Linked DNA regions of Zea mays: region 1 is linked to region 2. The links are chromatin contacts, called in public Hi-C maps. All regions are on one chromosome and are shown on one strand. Each heading gives the region's core, a stretch centred on a gene start, on an enhancer-like site or on the middle of the called end of the contact. The rest is flanking DNA. Distances are from core to core; before and after follow the strand shown.

Region 1 (2,913 bases), core at 193-2,692, 37 kb after region 2:
CGCCTTGGCACGCTTCCTCTCCGACTCACTCTACAAAGGAAGGACCGGAGATCAATGAAAACGAAACGAGGTCGTCGTCGTTCCGACAAATCTTCTGAAAACAAGCAGAACCAAACCTCATCTTTCAGCTGCTTTTGGCGCCTGGCATTGGCCTTCTTCTCGGCCTCCCATGCAGCAATCGTCTGCATCGTCTCGTTGTACCTGCAGGCAGGAATTTGTGGCAGATTAAATTTGAATATAATCTGCGTGCCTCGAAACAAGTACATCGATCATCAAACTGATCACCAGCCGCTTACTTCCTCTTGATTCTCGCCAGCTTCTCCTTCTCCCACGCATCTGCCATGGCTTCGTTTTCGCTGGAGAACGCCATTGGTCCACCGGACGTGGTGGCAGCTCCGCTGTCCCTACTACCGGCCGCCGAATACGAGCTCGACGCCTTGTCCGATGGCCGTGCCGTTGGCGGCGGCGGCGGCGGCGCTGTTGTCTGGTTCCCCTGATCTTGCTCGAATCGCCTACTTCCTCTCTTCTCTGACGGTTTCCGGGTGAAACTGAAGTCCTTCCTTACGCGTAGTGCAGGATCAGCGAGAGCAGGGAGCCTTTCGTCTGAGGCCGCACCCTCTGCTGGTGCTGGCTTCTTCTGAGCCGGTCTTAGTGGCCGTTTCACTGACACGTTAGCTGAAATTTCACCCCGGGCCATGCATATGATGCCAGCAGAAAGCAAAAGAAAAGTTCGAAATCAAAATTCCAGTTATTAGATATATATATATATATAGTATGTACCCTGTTCATCTTGGTAGTCATCGTCTATGGGCTCTTTGCCAGTGAACCATCTCGAGGAAGAGGACCTTCTGCCTTCGAAATTTGGCTTCTCCAGGCTCTCGCCTCTCTTGGTTGTGCGTGCTGACTTGCTGGACTGCTTGTTTCCACGCGCAAGCCTGTCCGCGGCAGCATACGGCGTGCTCTCTTGAGACGCTGACAGCCTCTCCTCTCGCGCGGCGATGGCGTAGGCGACTGCTGCCACCGTGGCCGCGTACGCCGCGTCGTACTCCTCTGCCGCATCACTCGCTAAAACAGAAATGCGAGAGCCTGCATTAGACATCAGTCACCTGCCTCGCCAGTTTTTTAACCGTCGCGGAAGCTTATTTTAGTTTCACCTCTGCGTGAACTCGTCCTTCGCTGTGATGGTAGTGGTACTGTCTCGCCGCCCTGCCTCACCCCAGAGAAGCTGACCCTGTGCATGCGAAGAGCAAAGCAAACGCCACATATATATGGTTATGAATTTGAGCACCAAGATGGACCGGAGGATTGGAGGCAGAACACCAAGCCGGATGAAGCGACAAAGGCCTCTTGCAATTTTTACTACCTCAGATGTTTCAGGTCGTCGTCCATGGTGCATGCAAAAACAACAATTCGTGAACAAAGCAAATTAAAAGCTCGATCTTTGCGTACGTGTAATGCTTAAGCAAGCTTTGTACTTGAACGCTATATAGAGAGGATCTGAGGAGGAGGAGGAGGAGGTTAGAGAGGGTATCAAGGTAAGTAAGAGCTGAAATACACGACACGAAAGCGCTAGTCTCGGAGGCACGGAATGCAGACGAGGCGGGGGCAGGGCGGATCAGAATCACTTTGCCCAGTTGAAATCTCAAAGAATCGTTCAATCCAGGGCAACCTTTTGCTTGCCCGGCCGATGGATTAGGAGAAATTCTTTCCTTGTCTTGCTAAGCCACATCATGCGTGAGCGTGACCTTGACTGATCACTCCTGCTGCATAGTACCACAGTGCACACGCACATTCCGATCCATCCGATACGGTCTTCAATGCAAGCTTGACGTGCCGTCCGGTCCCGTCCATCGGAGGCTCAGGCTCCTCTGATCTTGACGTGCAGGTCAGATGGCAGCTAGCACAGTAACAGCGCGATCGAACAACAGAGAAAAGCAGAACCACTCAACCACACACAGTGCTCGTTCGCAGGCTCACCTCAACACGGCCGTCCGATGGCGACGGCTACTGTGCCGTCCCCTGACAACGGTCACGACAAGGCTACCACGTCATCCTCACCTCACCGGTTGGCTGGCGCTGGCCATAGCCGTCGTCTTCTCTCTAGCTAGCTAACCCCTCCTCATTCCTTGCGCACCTCAAAACCAGCGCCTCTCATTCATTCCTCCTCTGCTTTCTTCTTCCCAAGCAACGTACTAACCGATGCGACTGGCGGTTCTGGTGCTCCCGGCGGCGGCGGCGGCGCCCATCGTGCTCTAGACTAGCCAAAGGCAAGCGCTTGGGTGGGGATTAATGATGGGCGGTGTGGCTCAGTTGGTGGTGGTGGCTGCGCTCTTGGCCACTGCGGCCGCCGCGCCGACGGCGGCGGCGGCGGGGGCACTGCCAAGCGAGGTGGCCGTGGGCGCCCTCTTCACGTACGACTCCACGATTGGCCGCGCCGCGCAGCTCGCCATCGAGCTCGCCGTCGACGACGTTAACGCGGACGACAAGGTGCTCGCGTGGACCAAGCTCAACTTGGTGTCTATGGACACCAACTGCAGCGGCTTCCTCGGCACCATCAAAGGTTGGGTCTTTTCCGGTCCGCTTCGTCTATCTTTTTTCTCTTTCATGCATGTGTCAATTAAGGATTAGAACTTTCACAAAAGTTTTTTTCCAAAGATGTTTTAGAGACGGTTGTGCTAAGTAAAATGCTCCCAAAAATACAGATATTTTCAGAGATGAACGACTAGACTACTGAGCTCCACTTTTTCGAGCTTTTCTAAATCGTGTCTTTAGATCATAAGCAACCAATAAAAGAAGATAAATGAATATGACCATTAAGTAACGAAGGTAATATGTAAAACAAGAAGAACAAATATATCACTCATCTAAATAAGCACACTTTACATTTCACCTTATCCCCTACAATGCAACAAA
Region 2 (2,830 bases), core at 42-2,541:
TGCTGAGGTACATTGCCGGAACAAAGACCCAAGGGTGTGTTTATCGCCGCGGGAAAGGAACATTGGAGTTGATCGGATACAGTGATGCCAATCACGCCGGAGACGGTGATGACAGGAAGAGCACCTCTGGCGCAATCTTCTTCCTTGGCCAGAGCCCGGTCAGCTGGCAGTCCCAGAAGCAGCGTGTGGTGGCGCTATCGTTATGTGAGGCAGAATACATCGCTGGCGCCACCGCGGCGTGCCAAGGAGTATGGCTGTCACGCCTGCTTTCAGACTTGCTGAACACAAAGGTCGTCGCGCCAATCCTCTACATCGACAACAAGTCTGCGCTTGCCCTCGCCAAGAACCCAGTACTTCATGATCGAAGCAAGCACATCGACATCCGCTTCCATTTCATTCGAGACTGTCAGCAACGGCTCGTTGGAGACGGATTTCGTCCGCACCGAAGATCAGATAGCTAATATACTCACAAAGCCACTTCCGCGCGAGCGTCTTCAGGAACTGCGGATACGAAGTGGTGTCACCAGTATTGAACCAGCACAACACATTTAGGGGGAGATTGTAGAAGAATAATTTGTAGCGCTGGTGTCTAGATTTTTTAGAGTCTAAAGTTAGTTGTGTTAGTGGTCAGCACGTCGTGGCCTTCTCGCGCGGTCGTTGCGGAAGTGCGTTGAGTAGTCTCTGCTTGCATGCAGAGTCAAATGGTGGAACTAGAAAACTGGGCATAGTGGCCACGATTTTGGCTGTGGGATGGCACAACCGCTTAGGGAGCATGGATACATGCAACTAGGGACTTAGCTCCACCTATAAATGCGTCAAATAAATAGGAATGGAAATCAGAGAAGCAGACATAATACGCTGCGCCAAAAGACTCGTGTACTCACTGTCTTCCTCATTTTTCAGTTAATTGTATTCGTAGAGAGGAAGAGACAGTTCGGGTGTTCTAGCGACGGATTGGTCCTTGCTTAGAAGCCAACACACTCAACGAGTGTTCATTACTTCCAACTGATCTTGTGTGTTGTGCATTTTCGCTTATCATGGAGTGCTTGCCAAAAGACGGTGGCCGACACTCTGGCGAACTCTGACAACTGGTATCAAAGTCGATTAGAGTCTGGGAAAAGAGATCACGATGCAGTGTCTTTGTTGGGATCACAAACGCGAGTTCATCGACGACCTGATGGACGGACGTGGTCCATCACTAAGAGACCATGATGCGGACAGCTCAGGTGGAGGTGTGGTTGTGCAGCGAGTGGTTCATGAGGTTGGTGTTGAACCAACTATCACATCCTTAATAGGAACAACTACACCGACTTGGCATCATTGATGATGCTGAGGCTCAAGGCCCGAGCGCTCAAGGCAGTAATCGATCCAGGTGGCAACATCTACATGAGGATATGGTGGCGCTATACGTGATGGCGACTGTTGTCTCAACGGAGATGATGTTGTCCATTGCCAACAAGGTGACACATCCAAGGAGGCTTGGGACGTGATCACGACCATGCGGGTCAAGGATGACTATGTCAGGAAGGCAATATGACGCGAGGATCAAAGTGTCAAGGATTACTCGATGTGTTTGGGTGGTATAGTGGCACAATTGGTGACTCACGATGCGGAGGTGGACAAGGCCACAGTGGTGGGGAATTTTCTGTCTAGTGAGTCAGAAAGGGTCAAGAAGATTGTGGTGGCGATTCAGACACTACTCGATATGTCAATACTCACATTAGCAGAGGCGACAGTGCAGTTGTACGCCATGGAGGAGGAGCTATAGCCGCCATCGATATCGGTCCATCACAACGACAAGCTCTACCTCATAGAAGCATGCATGCGAGTGACAGCACACATGGTGGCTCTAGCTGTCATGATGGTAGAAGCAGCCATACGAGAGGACACAGAGGTAACTCGAACACATCATCTTCTTCATCTGGGCAGGAGGAGGAACCAAGATCGATAATGACCAATGCATGAAGTGTGGGAAAATTGGGCATTAGGCTCGTGAATAATGGCCCTGGCCCAAGACCAAGAAGGAGCAAATGAACGTGGTTCAAGAGTAGGAGACATTGATGTTGATGAGAATCGCACATAAAATTTGACACTCCATGAGTGCTCCAAGTCGAAGCATAAATCCATTGTCCAGTCAACACCTTTCATCACAAGAGGTACTTCGACATTGGTGCATTTAAACTCAAGGATATCAGGTGTCTAGGTACACTTGCACAAAGAAGAGGCTTTCGTTCAACTTGGAGCGAGGGAGGATTGGAGGAACGTAACTCAAAGCTCTAGATCCACGACACCGTGGCCATGAACGACCACATATCAGATGAATTCTTTTCCTTGCCATAATCTTCCTTACCTCAACCTGTCCAACTTATATCCCACATAAATAGTAATTGGATATCTATACTCTCCTAATCACCCACTATTGACTATAAAAAAAATTGAGACTGGATTTCTGAATCAATTATAGACTAAAACTTGAATTACAAACCAATCCTTCTGTATCCATTTTCTTACAAATCTCGAGGACGAGATTTTTGTAAAGGGGGTAGGATTTGTAATACCCAAATTTGTAAACCATGGTAATGGAGATAATTCTCTTATTTGCTTTGTTTCAATTTAACTATGCATGTGAACAACCATATTTAAAGGGATTAAATGACTAATGTCAACTAAACAACATGTGCATCATATTGGAGTCTTGTTTGTTGTGCATATAATAATAATAGCAACACTATTAATCAAAATATACTAATAAGAAAATTGAATTGGAACCCTAAATTGAAATTTGGGATTTGAAAATGGAAATGGAAAAAGGAAAATATAAATAAAAATA

Evidence for each region. Hi-C and Micro-C count contacts between places; a contact is called where the count stands out from the background.
Region 1: a Hi-C map of leaf shows a contact between it and region 2, with 3 times the contacts expected there. The contact joins the promoter of LOC100193618 here to the enhancer-like site in region 2. A contact is called at or near these places in 4 of 25 Hi-C or Micro-C datasets (bundle sheath and leaf).

Annotation. Positions count from the first base shown.
Region 1 is chr5:48,195,772-48,198,684 of Zm-B73-REFERENCE-NAM-5.0, forward strand. LOC100193618 (Remorin family protein) reads right to left here and starts at 1,443. Exons shown (of 6, transcript NM_001138719.1): 1 at 1,364-1,443; 2 at 1,155-1,231; 3 at 781-1,065; 4 at 297-675; 5 at 117-201; 6 at 1-30. The coding sequence starts at 1,389. LOC103626311 (glutamate receptor 3.5) reads left to right here and starts at 1,852. Exons shown (of 6, transcript XM_008646703.4): 1 at 1,852-2,560. The coding sequence starts at 2,290.
Region 2 is chr5:48,159,335-48,162,164 of Zm-B73-REFERENCE-NAM-5.0, forward strand. No RefSeq gene overlaps it. Among protein-coding and RNA genes, the nearest start is that of TRNAT-GGU, 12 kb to the right of the region's middle. Within about 2 kb of position 1,292, at least 2 of the 20 cell types and tissues checked have an H3K27ac peak or open chromatin away from gene starts, as enhancers often do. A contact at or near this core is called in leaf, where this site is marked.